2 separate regions of the Mus musculus genome follow, and region 1 is linked to region 2. Evidence: chromatin contacts called from public Hi-C data. All regions are on one chromosome and are shown on one strand. Each heading gives the region's core, a stretch centred on a gene start, on an enhancer-like site or on the middle of the called end of the contact. The rest is flanking DNA. Distances are from core to core; before and after follow the strand shown. Region 1 overlaps D930020B18Rik (RIKEN cDNA D930020B18 gene). Region 2 holds the start of Tbk1 (TANK-binding kinase 1).

Evidence for each region. A called contact is a pair of places that touch in the nucleus more often than the background predicts.
Region 1: a contact with region 2 is called in a Hi-C map of embryonic stem cells, with 2.3 times the contacts expected there. The contact joins the enhancer-like site here to the promoter of Tbk1 in region 2. A contact is called at or near these places in 2 of 484 Hi-C or Micro-C datasets (bone marrow-derived macrophages and embryonic stem cells), 1 of 115 datasets of contacts at active chromatin or transcription factors (embryonic stem cells) and 2 of 9 other capture datasets (adipose tissue and pancreatic islet).

Annotation. Positions count from the first base shown.
Region 1 is chr10:121,687,564-121,695,286 of GRCm38.p6, reverse strand. It overlaps D930020B18Rik (RIKEN cDNA D930020B18 gene), which reads right to left. Exons shown (of 13, transcript NM_177335.4): 12 at 5,339-5,517; 13 at 1,373-2,928. The coding sequence ends at 2,802. Among named protein-coding and RNA genes, the nearest start is that of Gm35865, 14 kb to the left of the region's middle. Within about 2 kb of position 1,941, at least 29 of the 459 cell types and tissues checked have an H3K27ac peak or open chromatin away from gene starts, as enhancers often do. A contact at or near this core is called in adipose tissue, bone marrow-derived macrophages and embryonic stem cells, where this site is marked.
Region 2 is chr10:121,581,993-121,589,225 of GRCm38.p6, reverse strand. It overlaps Tbk1 (TANK-binding kinase 1), which reads left to right and starts at 2,432. Exons shown (of 21, transcript NM_019786.4): 1 at 2,432-2,531; 2 at 4,885-5,030. The coding sequence starts at 4,944. Xpot (exportin, tRNA (nuclear export receptor for tRNAs)) reads left to right here. Exons shown (of 25, transcript NM_001081056.2): 25 at 1-1,846.

The DNA.
Region 1 (7,723 bases), core at 692-3,191, 110 kb before region 2:
TGGACCCGAAGAATAATGCTTAGTTCTCAGAATTGCCATCTGTGGTGGTTTGAATATGCTTGGCCCACAGGAAGTAGCAGTATTAGTTTGAAGCAGGGCTACAGGATCCGTAGTCTCTTCCATCTCAGAAATAACTCTTTATCTACTGGGTCAACACTCATTGCCCCACCCCCACCTCACTCACCCCCTAAGTAGGAATGAGAGACTTACAGACTTCTTGGAGGGTGATGAAGGGAGGTTCGGAGACCGAGTGGTAATGGCGAAATGGTGAAAAGGCTTGGAGACTGTGTGGTTGTGTTGATGACATAATCATGTAGGCTTACTTGGAATCTACTGAGACAACATAGCAGAGGAACACACTACCCCACGTCAAAGTGTACATCCAGGGGCAGGAGGGATGGCTCAGTGGTTAAAAGTGCTTGCTGTTCTTCCAGAGAACCTGAGCTTGGTTTCCAGCACTTACACCCGGTAGCGCGCAACTTACACTGGGTAGCGCGAAAACCCCTATGGCTCCTGCTCTAACGTATCCAATGCCGCCCTCTTCTGGCCTCTACAAACCCACACATAACCATAAAAGAAAAAAAGAGTGTTGTATACAAAGCCAGCACTTGGGAGATAGAGGCAGGAGGAAAAGGAGTTCAAAGCCATTCTTGGCCACTGAGCGATCAAGTCTCCCTGGGTTCCGTGAGACCCCGTTTTAATAAACAAAAGTGTTGTTTACAGGCAGAGGACACTAGAGAGCTTGGAGAAGCTAGTGAGCTTACAGAAAGAAATAGGCAAGGCCTAGAAAGTGGCTTAATGTAAATTGGTTAGATGCCTGAGTCAGAACTAGAAACGAGGTTTCTGGGTGAAGGTTTCATTCTTATACTTTTTTCCCCCAAAAGTTCAATACTTAAGACTTTTTAAAAAATCACAATAAAAGGAAAAAAAAAAAAAACCTCATGGAAACAAATAAGACTAGTAATTTATAAATAATCTGCAAACAAAACATTTTTTATCAATGTATCAAAACATTATTTTGAGAGTCACAGTATACCAGGTTTTTCAAGTTGAAAACTCAGTACTACCTTTATGGTATTTTTTTTCTTTTGAAAGATCTTACAATGATTCTATTAAACACTGCACTGACAACGAAACCAGCACATAAGAACTTGCCTGGGATGCTGGCAAATCAAGTCATTACTGGCGCAGTAAGAATGGCGTGTGGGAGCACAGCAGGGCGAGGAGGCGGCTGAGGCTGCCCAGGGCAGGTGCACACATCTGGAACATGGGTAAGAAGGTTCCCTCCTTAGCCACCTACAGCCTCTCAGAGTAGCAATTTGAGAAGCTAAAAGTGTCTGCATGCCTTTTTTAACACAAAGTCTCATATCTAGAAGCCAGTTTTTATTTTATTATTTTTTGTGGTGCTGGACACTGAACCCGGGGCCTCCCTACATGCTAGGCAAGTGCCCTACCATTTGAGCTACAGTCTCAGCTGGAACGGTTCTATTTTTACATAAAATATTTAGAAAGCTATAGAAGTAGTAAATTTAAGAAATATATTGAGCAATCAGTCAAAATCATATAAATATTATATTAAAAAATGATCACTGTAAAATAATTTAAATATTGCTGGACAAATTTATGACACGAAACTAAGTCTCAACAAAGTCCCCAGCCGTGGTTCCATTGAGCACCACAGGCAAAGCCGCCCAGAGTGCACTTTCTTTGGAAGCAGACTTTCCTCTCCTACTTCCTCAGGCTGTAGGAAGTTATACAGAAAGCCCACTTCTGGTGTTTTTTAAAGTCAAACGCAACAGCTCCAGAAAGTGTTTGGGGTCTAAGTTAACTTACAGCCACTCAGTGTGACCTTTTGTAAATGAGTGCGAGAGGCTCCACAGGCTGGTTCAGACTGGCCCACTCTGGCGTGAAACAGAGCAGCATACTGCGGAGCTTCCCCACAGGAAGTCCTGCCTGTTTTCCTTCAGTATTCCGTGCAGCTGCAGTGGTGTCCTCCTGCCCACTGCTGCAGGCACACTTTTGACATTAAAATATTTCCGGGTAGGGGAGAAAGTGCCGCACGCCATCACCCACACGCCATCGCCGGGCACTTCTCTAAGGCTGTGTACTTTGTACTTCTACGACAATCTTGCTGCGGGTGTTCCAGTGGCTCCCTCCAATCGCCAAGGAGACCCACGAGATCTGTTCTGCACACGCAGGCTCTGAGATTCTGCGCTTGCTCAGTACTGTTTTCATGGCTTTGAGAAAGCTTTCATTCTGGAGAGGTACGGCACTTTCCATAAGTGAAGAAAGATGTAGCCAGTGTTTGTGTTGCTTGGGGCTGGGTTGTTTTGCTTTGGTTTTGTTACTGTTTGTTTGGGGTTTTTTGGTTTTGTTTGTTTTTTTTTTTTTTTTCCTGTGGTAGAGCTTGAACACACATCTTCACAGATGCTAGGTAGAGACTCTGCCTCTGAGTTGCAGGCTCTCAGCCCAGACATAGCTACTTAAAAAAAAATTAAGACTCTACCCCCACCCCAGAACTGGGCGTGGGGACACACATTTTACTCCTAGTGCTTGGGAGGCGGAGGCAGCGGCAGGCAGATCTCTGTGAGTTCAAGGTCTACAGAAGGAGTTCCAGGACAGCCAGGACTACACAGAGAAACCCTATCTCAAGAAAGCAGAAACCAAAAAGTAAGAGCTCTTAAAGCGGTGTTAATGAGCACTTCACTAGACTCTTTAGAAGGAAGGAGCTAAATAGTCCATAAATCAAAAGGCTGTTTTCCATAGTGACTTCAGTGGATACTTTATACTTCTAACCTCCTCTAACATTTTGCACACTGTTTCTGCTCAATCAACTGCAGAACTTCATGACAGAGCTGAGTGGTGGGCTCTGTAATGGGGTAGCAGCCTGGGAGCCTCTGCTCCAAGGCCGGCATGTGAATAAAGTACCTGCAAGTCACAGAGAGAAACAAAACACCGTTAAAACGAGAACTTTCACACTGGCTCATCCAGTATGTTCACATTCGCGGCACAACGATGGAAGGGTGGGGGAGGGGAGGGGTGGGGGTGGGGGAGGGGCGGGGTGGGAGTGGGGGTGGAGGACCCTTAGCCACGGGGACTCAGCATGTCCAGACTTCCAACCTCCCGAGCTCAGGACTTAGAAAATCCTTACCACATATGCACTCCAGCCTTTCTCTTTGAGACAGGAATTATTAATAATGGATCTGCCACCTAGGCGGTGACCAAGACAGGATGGGGCTGTCTTCACCAAAATCTATGCTAAGGACTCTGATGGTGGGCCCTCAAACTGCACAGCAAGGAGAAGGGAACCAAGATGAGATAACCCGTCCGATCAGGCAAGAGGAAAGAGTAGGGTTTATCTCCCATAAAGATATAGGCAACCTTCATCCGCGTCCTTGAGTAGCATCAAAGAACGAAGACCAGAATCACTGAGGGTAGCTTTTTAAAACTGCCATTCCTAGATCATGCCCCAGGCAAACCAAAACAGAAGGACCACAACCTGGGTCAGTGTTTTTGATAACAGATGATTCTAATGCAAGGTCAGTTAAAACCATTGGTTTAAAAAAAAAAAAAAAAACCACAAACCTGAAGGTCCACAAGAATCATAAACCAGGGGGCTGGAGGAGAAAGCAGGGGGGATGGTAGCCAAAGGGCACACAATCGCCCTAACAGGGTCCTGCTGGGAGCTCCAGGTCCTACTGCTAACCATTTGTGCCAGCCGTCCTGATTGTTTATAAAGTTTATAACTAGGTCTTTTATAATTAGGATAAGCATGATGGTACATGCCTGTAATTGCTGTGAGTTCAAAGCCAACTTAAGCTAAATGGTGAGTTCCAGACCAGCCTGGGCTACACTGTAAAACTTTCCCTCAAACTGGAAAAACAGGTGTGGGTGTGTGTGTGTGTGTGTGTGTGTGTGTGTGTGTGTGTGTGTGTGATGTTATACATACCACAACATACTAAACCTTGGGAATATGATAAATGAAAGACATGGGAAAGGGCGTCCATTGGACAATTGTCTAGAAGACTGGGTAGGTAAGAGGTTAGAGCCAAGAGCTGAGAAGGAAGAATGGGATATGTCTGCTTAGCAGGCACTGGGTTTATTTTAGATAATGACAGTGTTCCAGGGTTCAATAATTACAGTTGCAAAAACATTGTGAAATGTATTCAGAGCTACCAAATTATATGCTCTAGAGGGGTAAATTTCACGCAATGTCAGTTTTTCCTAATGAAATTTTCAAAGGAAGTTAGGAGGCAGGAGTGGAGGGGTGCTGGGACTGATTTGTGGGATCAACTTGGAGCCAAATAAGTTCCTTTTATGGTATCCAGAGTGGACCCTCTGATGTAATGCCACACGCAGGAAAAACGGAGTCCACACAGAGGGCTGGATTTCTTCCTTTTGAAGCCAATATAAAGCTGTAATGTACGCCTCCACATCTTCTGATGTCTCTCTCTCCGAACCAATAGCAGAGCCAAGCTGCCAGAACCCTTCTCATTTAAGGCAAAAACTACCTTAGCTTTTCTTTAGTGTGAGTTAGTTCAGGTTGTACTGCTGAGTGCTTTGCTGGCCTTTATAAAGAGGTGCAACCCCTGAGGTGCACAGCGGAGCAGGCTGGCTGCCTGAGGAAACCAACCCTGGCTACTGCCGCCTCTTACTGTTTTGCTCGTGACAAGGGGGTAAATGAAGCCAATGGACAGCCAGCTAACTCCCCAGTGTGTCTAGGTTCCCAATCTGTCCCCCTTACTGACTGATCCCTGCAAAACGCCCCTGCAACGACTGGCTTGAACTCAGTTCATGATTTATCAACCCTTCAATAGGATTTGTTACTCTAAAATAAATCATTACACGTCTGTGCAACGTGGGCTGCACACAAGAAAGGCAATCGATTCGAGACAAGTGGATTCTAGGTCAGGGGCACTCAGATGGTAGTGGTTCTTAGAGCTGTCCCAGATTTCACCTTACCTGTGATCAAACAAAGAAGTACCAAAAAAAAAGTGTGGAATTTTCCATCACCATTTAACCCAAGCATCGTCCTGTCCTAAGTGATGTGTTTATAGGAAGAAAGAGAGCAGGGGATATGTTCTATGGAGGTGTAGTCAGGTATGGGGGGAGGAGGTGCCTGCCTCACCTGACACAGGGACAGTATAGTATAGAATAGGTAGAGAAAGAGCATGAGAGCAAGAGAGAGAGGAGGGGGCAAACTGCCTCTTTTATAGTGAGTCAGGCACACCTGGCTGTTGCCAGGTAACCGTGGGGCGCGGAGCTTAGACAGAATGCTAATAGTAAGGGCCTGGGAAAATGAGCCATGGGTACTTCAATTTGACGTGCTCTGCCTTACCTGAACTCCTCACGGTGGTCATTCCTAATATACTCGGCCAGAGCCTTGCTATGCTGCAGGCAGCTCCTGAGGATGTAAAACTGCTGGTACAACAGAACTGCTTGGCAGGGAGTCAGCAGCTGGAATGAAGCTGAGAGCCCTCTCACCACTCCCTCCACGATCCTGGCCACAAACGCCATCTAGAGGAGGAGAATGTCATTACATGCATGCGGATGGGGCGTCACCCACACTCTGATTTAGCCGCTAGCCTCATCCACAAACCCAAACCGATGGCTCTGCCACTCCTTACTCCAATGCCTGTGAGCTATTTCTCTCTGAAATGCTACTCAATGCCGGATCACAAACCAACCTGCGATTATAATTTTAATTTCTTTAGCGCCTTGATTTATTTTAATTGTTATTGGTCTTTTTTTAAGATTATACTTTTAGGGCTGGAGAGATGGCTCAGCGGTGAAGAGCACTGACTGCTCTTCCAGAGGGCTTGAGTTCAATTCCCAGAAACCACATGGTGGCTCACAACCATCTGTAATGAGACCGGATGCCCTCTTCTGGTGTGTCTGAAGACAGCAACCATGTACTCATAAAATAACTAATTCTTTTTTAAAATTACATTTTTAATCATTTGAGGGTGGCATGTTATGCACACATGCCTCGGTGTATGTGTGGAAGTCGGTGGACAGCTTGCTTAAGTCATCATATGAGCATTTGGGGGTGGCATGTTATGCACGCATGCCTCGGTGTATGTGTAGAAGTCGGTGGACAACTTGCTTGAGTCATCATATGAGCGCCCGGGGTTGAACTCAGGTTGTGAGGCTTGGCAGGAAGTGCTCATTACCTGCTGAGCCATCCCCTAGCCTCTCAGTGCCTCCATGGTTTCACTAGCTACAGTAATCAGGGCTGGCTGAGAAGTAGGTGCATTCAATGATTGCACCCCCCCCCCAAGAGTGATTTTGTTTGTTTGTTTTGCAAATCTCTCTCACACGGTCTCCTTTTGCCCCTACTGTTTACAGCTGGGTCTATGTGTTGACCTTCCTTTGCCTCAAGACACCCTTCATCCTGACAGACTTCACGGTCACAGTCTGGCCTCATACTTAACTCAGTTCCTTTAAGGCAGTGGTTCTCAACCTTCCTAACACTGTGACCCTTTTAATAGGGCTCCTCATGTTGTGGTGACCCCCCCAACCGTAAAACTGTTTTCATCACTGTAATTTTGCTACTGTTATGAATCGTAATGTAACTATCTAGTTTTTCTATGGTCTTGGGTGACCCCTGTGAGAGTCAGTTGACCCGACTACTAATTTAAGACATCAGCTTTAAAGACTGAGTGAGGAACTCCCCTACTGTCTGGGATCCTTAGGACCTTAGGCTTTCACCCAGATGACAAAGACTAAGGCCACATAAAACACATAGGAGACTTCCAGCTTGTACAAATATGGATAAATAAAAATTAGGGCACTCCTCGAGTGAACCTGAGCCTGGCTGGGCTCTGTACACTGCTGAAGAAGACAACCTCATGGACTTAATCTCTGTTAGGCAGTAGGCTACTCCACTGATAAGTGCCCCTGGCCAGCTTTCTATGAATGTGTTGAGGGGATCTGACAAGAGATTCTTCAGGACAGACTCCATCATTCTGGAAAAGACGTTCTCAGCTGGGAACCACTGATAGTCAACGGGGCACATGCTCATATGGGACGAGAATATATTACCTCGTGTCAAGTACCCCACTCACTTGCTTATCTACGTGTATCTTATCTACTACGCGTGTGTCTGTGTGTGTGAATATGCATGTGCACATATGTGCACATGGGTGTGCAAGCCACGACCCACATGTGGAATTCAAAAGACTTATGGAAATTGTTCTCCTCTTCCACCATATCAGGTCCAGGGAACAAACTTGGGATTGTAGGCTTGTCAACAATCACTTTACCCACCGAGCCTTTTCGCCAGCCCTACACACTACCTTTTTGAAGAGATTTCTAGTAGAACGCATGTTGATTAATTGAATGCATGGATGAATAGAGGGAAACCAGGCTTGGGGAAGGGGCAAGAGACTGAGGGTGAAGGCTTCACAAAACCTAGTCCATTACATACTGCAAACACCGAGCAGACCTCTCCTGTTCTCTGCAGTTGCAGTCTGTACAGAGAGCGCCATCGTCTGGATCATGAGAAACTAGACATGTAACAAACTTCCAGAGACCGATGCTCTCTATAGAACAGAAAAGCCCCGTCCATTTGTTCACACTATACAGCCCTAACGGTAGGGGGCCCTGTTCATTGTCTCTCAGGAGCACCAGTAGGTGGGACAGTCACCATGGAAAACACTGTAAGTAGCATTTCAGGAAGATATGTGAGCCTACAGAAGCATATGACTCAGGCCAAAGTAAT
Region 2 (7,233 bases), core at 1,183-3,682:
TTCGTGCAACAGGAGAAAGCCAGAAGAGCAGCCTCGGGAAAGACAGACGGAAGTCCGGCAACCCAGCTGTAGGCGCTTACACTGAAATCTAAGTCTGTATAGTGAACGCCAGCGGCGGCCGACTTCTATCCCAAGCACTGCGCAAAAGCAGAGGAACGGAAAGGGAAAGGGCCAGGTCATCCTCAGCCACATAGTGAGTCCAAGGTCGGCCTGGACTGCACGAGAGTCTGTCTAGGAATGCAGTTAGTAAAAGCCTGGCGTCTACTGCAGAGTATGTATACTTGGTGGTAGAGGGCTTGCTTGAAGACCCAAGTTCCATCCCTAGCACCACAGAGCAGGGAGGGGACACAGATTTAGGAGAGATTTGTCTTTTTCTCCTTTGGCTGTGTGTTGTCCAGGGATATATATTTCCTAAAATCTTTTTAAAGTGAATTTATATGTGCACATATGTGTGTGTAGGGGGAGGATAAGAACTGAATTATTTGAAACAGGTTATTATTTGAAACTGTATTACTCTACTCAGTATTTTGGCCAGGTCCCAGTCCCGGGTTGCAGGTGTTGACTGCCACCAAGGTTTGATACGGGATCCAAATTCAGGCCCCCATCTCGTCCATCGAGCACTTTGTGAACTTGAACCCACGCCCCCCCCCCCCCAATCCCCTAGAATCTTTTTCTGATTTTTAACTCCAGGAGAGATAGCATTTTCCTTACATTATAAAATAAAAGCAGTGAAGTAAATTGACAGCTAAGGATCTCTATTTCATCTCTTGAACGATGAAAATAGTGACGTATATATAGTACTTCTATAAATAACAGTTTTTAAGAAATAGGTAAGTGGGGCAGGTTTGGTGGCTTCTGCCTGTAATCACTGCATTCAGAGGGGGCCAAGGCCTGTTTCAAAAACAACAACCAAGACAAGCAAAACCAGGTGTTGCTTTGCTATGTTCCTGTACACTGTGGGAGAGGTAATAGCATCTGTGGGACACAGCAGAATTGTACAAGTGTACAATTAGTGTGTAGCAGAGCACAGCAGTTACGAGCTTGTATAACGAGGACTCTGGATCCAGATTTAAGTAGATTCAAACACCACTTAACACCAGTAACCGATTTTAGGACCTTGAGCAAGTTAAATAACTTCTTCCTGCCTTGGTTTCCCCGTCAGAAATGGGGAACAGTGGTAGCTACCTCATAACTTGTAAAGAATCCAATGAATTAAAACACAGGTCTCAGTATTAGCTTGTATTACTGTACTATCGAGTCCATACACGGCTCTCTAAAGCCCTACAGAGGGTTCATGTGTTTAGACCTGAGAAATCAGGACATGGAAATCAGAGCATATACATAAGGAACTTAATTTTAATGTAATCATGTCTAATGATCCTCATCTTCATTCCTTGAGATTACCCAAGTACCGTCATGACCAAGAAGCCTTTCCGTCATTGAGTACCTGATTTTTAAAAGCAAGCACCCAAATAATTCTCTCTAGGGAATCTCATTTGTTACAGGTGAGAAGACAGAGGGTTTTATGGTGCCTGAGTTAGTCCTGTGCCTAACCAGTGGAGTTTCCGTCTCTGTGCTTGCTAATAGTTTCACAAGTGGCTTGACTTTTTTAGAAGTATTATGTGGTATTTTACTGTGTATCACTTCTGTGGTAAACATGTGAAGTCCTTTGGCTTAGTCATACTTCATAACTTTTGAACGTTGGGTTTTTTGTTGGAAGAAACTTGGATGAATCTGTCATGTCATTAACAGAACTGAAATATTCTATTGTAAGACGTGCATTTGCGGTTAGAATGGTCTTGTTGCCTAAACTGTCTAAAATTCTAATAAAATAACTTTCTAAGAAGTCATTGGAGTGGGCCTTTTAAAATCTCCATTTTGAGTTTGATGAAAACGGATTAGAAGTGGGCAGAGATTCAGCTTCAGCCCCCTGTTTCAGTCAACGCCTCTGCCAGCCCTTAACCACTCCCGGCTCCCGTCCTCGGAGATCTGCTCGCCCTCGGTCTGGAGGGTGCCTTAGGTAGAAAGAGGAATTTGGTGCATCGTGCTTCCTTGGAAGCAAATCCTTGTAAGGAATGCCTGCTTGAGCAGGACCTGATCATACAGCAGTTTACCTCTTAAGTTGTCAAGTTCAAGTCTCCAGTGTTACCATTTTCAAAAACAGAAACTGAAAGCGACTTAAAGAGTACTGATGGCATGAACGGATACTTGCTTCACGCAGCAGCCAAGCGACGTTGAAACACAAACCCGCCCCATCTACTCTGCGAAAGCGATCGGCGGCCAGCCCGCTGTCCACGGGTGGCCGTGGGCGTCACCTCCTTGCCGCACGCCGGCCGCCCCGCACTCCCTTAGCTCCTCCCGCCCGCACTGGAGACTGCAGCCCAGCGAGCTCGGCCGCCGCGGAGTACGCACGCGCAGGCGCGCCCCGCACTCGGTCACGTGCTCCGTGGCCCGGGCTGGCGAAGCCGGAAGTAGCCTGGGGCGCGAGAAGGCCCGGGAGCCGCGGGCTGTACGCGGCGGACACTCGCGGGGTAAGAGGGGCGGGCGGAGGCCGGTGGGGGCGGACGGGGCCGGAGGGGCCGGGCGGGGGCGCGCCCAGGGGTCGGGGAGGCGGCGTGCTGAGTCAGCGCGGGGCCGCGGCCCCGGGAGCCCCGCAGCCTCGCGCTCGCCCGGGATGGGCCCTGGCGGCCGCCCGGGCACCGGGGCTGCCCTGGCCGGAGTTGACTCGCCGCTCCCACCCTTGGTCCAGCTGCCGCCGCCGGCAGTTTTTAGACGGACTGGCGTTCCCGAGGGTTGACTCACCCGAGGATACCGGCACCAGACGTTTTTAATGTACACAGCGAAATGCAAACCCCCCTGTCTTCTCGTTCCTCCCCGACCTGCTGGATTTATTTCCCGGATCCATTCCCCTGGTGTTTTCTGTCAGGCGTCCCAAGACGGATTCTCCCCCGAGAACTGTCAAAACCCGACCTTTCCCATTCCGGGACCTCTGCTATCTACGGAGTAAATGGGTGACATAGAGGGAGAGTTGGGAAATCCTGGAACTTTTGTCCCTACACCATGTCACCAGACCTGTTTTATCCTCGGTAACTTTCGCTTTAAGCAATCAAAGGAAGTAGACTGCCTACAGAATCACAGATAACTTACTTGTTGAATGCCAGATAATACACTTGTCAGGATTTGGGGAGATTTACATAGCAAGCATCCGTTGGGTGTGCTGAGTCATGTTTTAGTCCCGAGGGGGTTCCTGGAAAAGTTTCAGACCATTACTATTGCGGACCCATCTTTTTATATTGGTATAGAGAGAGAGCTTATCTTATATATCTTAGCTGATAAATATGTTTTCAGCTACCCACTAGAGACATATGCGCACTTGGTGATGAATCTGTCCTTTACAGTTATTTAACAGCAGTGCAGCATCAATTAGGGAAGGTTTCCCGTTACATATTTGGGTTTATCGCCCCTTGAATGGAGCGTACGTAGTTAAGTGGTAAGTGCATTTGTTGTTTTCGAAAAGGGTTCCTTTTTTGCTTACTTCAAATAGACAGATGGCTGTACAATTTCTTATCTAAATTACATAGGTGATAAAATTCTAAGTATAAGTACTGTGTAAGAGATTGTCGAACCTTGGACTCTTGGGCATTTCCCAGGACCCTAACTTGGAAGATCAGAGTTCTAGCTTACTGGAAATGGACTTGCTATCTGACCTCACAACAGTCTTAAAGGAGTCTGATCTGTCTGGTGTTGGTGCCATCTATTCGGTTGCATGGCCTTCTTGTGTTAAAAGTCAAGTCTGCAGTTGGTACATCTTAGGATTTGGTAATATATACTTGGTGTGTGTATATACATCCTGTCCATTTAGAAGTAAGGGGAATGACTACTTTTTGATGGTTTTTACGTGTGTGTGTGTGTGTGTGTGTGCGCGCGCGCGCGCGGTCTCATACATGCCGTGGCACAGATAGTCCATGTGGGTTCCGGGAACTGAACTTAGGTTATCAGATTTGGCAGCAAGCCCCTTTGCGCACTGAGCCATTTCACTGGCTCAGGAAAACCATCCTTAAACAGAATCAAAAGAGTTACTGGCTTTTCAAGAATAGTAACTTCTGTACTTTTCAGTTACAGTTTCTCTGTGGGCGAGATTCTGCCTTCTGGGACGATCCTGTAGTGGTGATGGTTTTCTGCGCTTCCCTAAGTTCTTTCATTTGTCTCCCAGCATGTGAGAGGCAAAGGCAGGAAAATTGCAGGTTCGAGTCCAACTTGGGCTTGTGAAGAGACCCTGGGTCAAAAAATATTTTTTTGTAAATCAGGATTAATCTTTTCAAGCAATTGGAGGAAATAGTCAATATTATTTTGATTGTCAGAGACAGTACTAGACAATAAACGGATGTTTCTTACAGCTCTGGGATTTAAATTAAATTGAATATATGAAATAAAAGCCAAACATGGGGGATGGAAGTGGTTGGGAACACTTGCTACTCGCACAGAGGGTGGGCTTGAACTCCCAGCACCCACAGCAAATGGGTCACAACATAATTCCAGCTCCCGGGGATCTGACTCACACCCTCCAGCATCATGGGCACAGACTCAAATACTCATATCCAATTCTTTTTAATTTGAAAAAAAAAAAAAAAAAAAGCCAGATATCCCTGTAACTCACCATTTTGGAGGCTAAGACTGAAGACTAATCTGCGTCATATGGAGAGCTGAAAGCCAGGCTGGGAAGGTTGGTAAAACACTATCTCCAGAGCGGAACAAGAATGATGGAATATATGTGGTTCACTGTTGCTGCTGTATTGCTGGGAACATACTGCATTTCAGTCTAACAGATACTGGGCAGTCCTACTTCAAGCTAACCGTGGCTCACACTCGTTATTTCCTTAACAGCATACATGCAAATCTCTTCTTCCCCCTTATCGTGAGGAGAAGCGCCTGGACAAGCCGAGATGCAGAGCACCTCCAACCATCTGTGGCTCCTGTCTGATATCCTAGGCCAGGGGGCCACTGCAAATGTCTTCCGAGGAAGGCATAAGGTAGGTCCAGTGCTGCCTGTCAGGCTCATCTCGACCTGGTCCTGTCTTCCAACAAGCACGCCGAAGTCCAAAGAGAAGGGATTTTGTGGGCTTTGTGATTAAGATTTAGCTTGTTTTGGGGCGGTGAACACCTACCTAGTGGTGCTAGTTTCTGAGTTTACAGAATGGAAAAACACTGGAAGAGATTGGACAGTGTTTCCCACCTGCCTTCCTGGTGTGACATGCAGTGGAGGGAGGCATGACCGACAGGCGGACAGGCAGATGCCCAGAGTTTAAAAGGAGCCCACTGGTGATTCGCGTCTCTAAATAGCACCATGCAGGGTGGATTGGAGGTGGAAGGCTGTGTTGTGTTGTAGTACGAGGCCGTCTGCAGCTGTAGGAATGGGGTGGGATTGAAGGGTTGCTCCTGGCAGCATGGCAACAACCCCCAGCATCCTGGTGAAATCTGTAGCGGAGGCTGAAAGTAAAGCCAACTAGAGTAGCCAGGCAGAGATGGCGCACACCTTTGGTCCAGTGCTCAGGAGGCAGAGGCAGACAGGTCTCTAAAGTGCGAGTTCCAGAACAGCCTAGCCCACATAGAAGAACCCTGTCTTTAAAAGAAACAAACAAACCAACAAAAACCAACAAAAAAAGGTAACTAGAATCGTTTAAAATGAAGAAATTGAAGATAAATGTGAAGAGAGTTGGAAAGGGACAGAGTAGGAACGCCTTTTCCAGGTAAAATCCTGACTTTTCTCCGGCGCCGTGAACGTGTTTGAGGGTGAGTTTTGTTTGGAGCGCTGTTGTTCTTATTTTCCGACACGGGAACACTAAACATGTTATCGGCAGTGGGGAGGAGAGGCCCTCTTCTGTTTTCCTGTGGCTTTGAGATTGTCACTGAGACAGCACGCATGGGCAAGGTGCTCTTTCCTCTGGGGAGCAAATACGATTGTAAGCAGCTGTGTGGCTCATAAAGCATGAATCATACATGTCACACGCGGTTCTAGCAGTTTCCTCTTCGTTCCGGAACTGCCCCCAGGCTCCGGGGCCTCCCTCAGGTTCACTTCCACTATTCCTGGGGGTTTCTTTGCTAGAAATTGCTATTTGTTTGTGAACAACAGAATTTAGTGTTAACACACCTAACCTTCTGTCTTCCTTTGTTCCAAATTACCATAATGGTTACGTGGTGCGTGTCAGGCACTGTGGGGGCTGGAGTTGTTACGTATAACCAATACCAGTCCCTGCACGTGACAGGTTTGATTTGGTTTTCTGGTGGCTTTAGGAAGGATGTAAGTTGGAAACAATGGCAGTCAGTAGCTGTGACTTGGCTGACATGTTTAGAACGATGGCATTACGGAATAGTTTATGTTTCCTGTCCTTTCCCCTGCTTGGCTACTCAGTGTCCTTCATGTGAGTGCCTAGACGGAAGTGGTGGATCTTGGGAAATGTTCACTGATTGAAAGAATAACTGGATGGGAAGGTCTTAGTGATAGCAGTCTCGGCTTCAGGTATTTAAGACTGCACCAGAAGGCTGGGTGTGAGGCGTGGGCTGGAGATGGCTCAGAAGTTCAGAGTACACAACTGCTGGTGCACAGGACCTGATTCTGTTCCCAGCACCCGTGTCACGTGGCTCACAGCAGCCTGGAAGTTCAACTCCAGGGAGATCTGATGCCTCTGCCCTCCACAGACACCTGCAATCACTGGATACACAGACAGACAAGTACCATGGTTAGAAACACGAACATTGGGCTGGAGAGCTGTCTCCGTGGTTAGAGCAGTGGCTGCTCTCACAGAGGACAGGGTTTGCTAACCAGTGCCCACCCACGTGGTGGCTCACAGTGGGCTGTACGGAGTGACACAAGAGCTTATGCTTTCTTCTGCCTTTCAAGAGCACCAGCAAACACACAATACAGACATACATGCGGGCAAGATACCTGTGTACATAAAATACATGTAGGGCTGGTGAGATGGCTCAGCAGGTAAGAGCACCCGACTGCTCTTCCGAAGGTCCTGAGTTCAAATCCCAGCAACCACATGGTGGCTCACAACCATCCCTAACGAGATCAGACTCCCTCTTCTGGTGTGTCTGAAGACAGCTACAGTGTACTTACATATAATAAATAAAAACAAAACAAATAAAGTCATTGTTTATGATAAACACATATTTAAAAAAAAAATAAAAATAAGTGAAAACTCTTTAAAAAAAAAATACATGTAATAATAA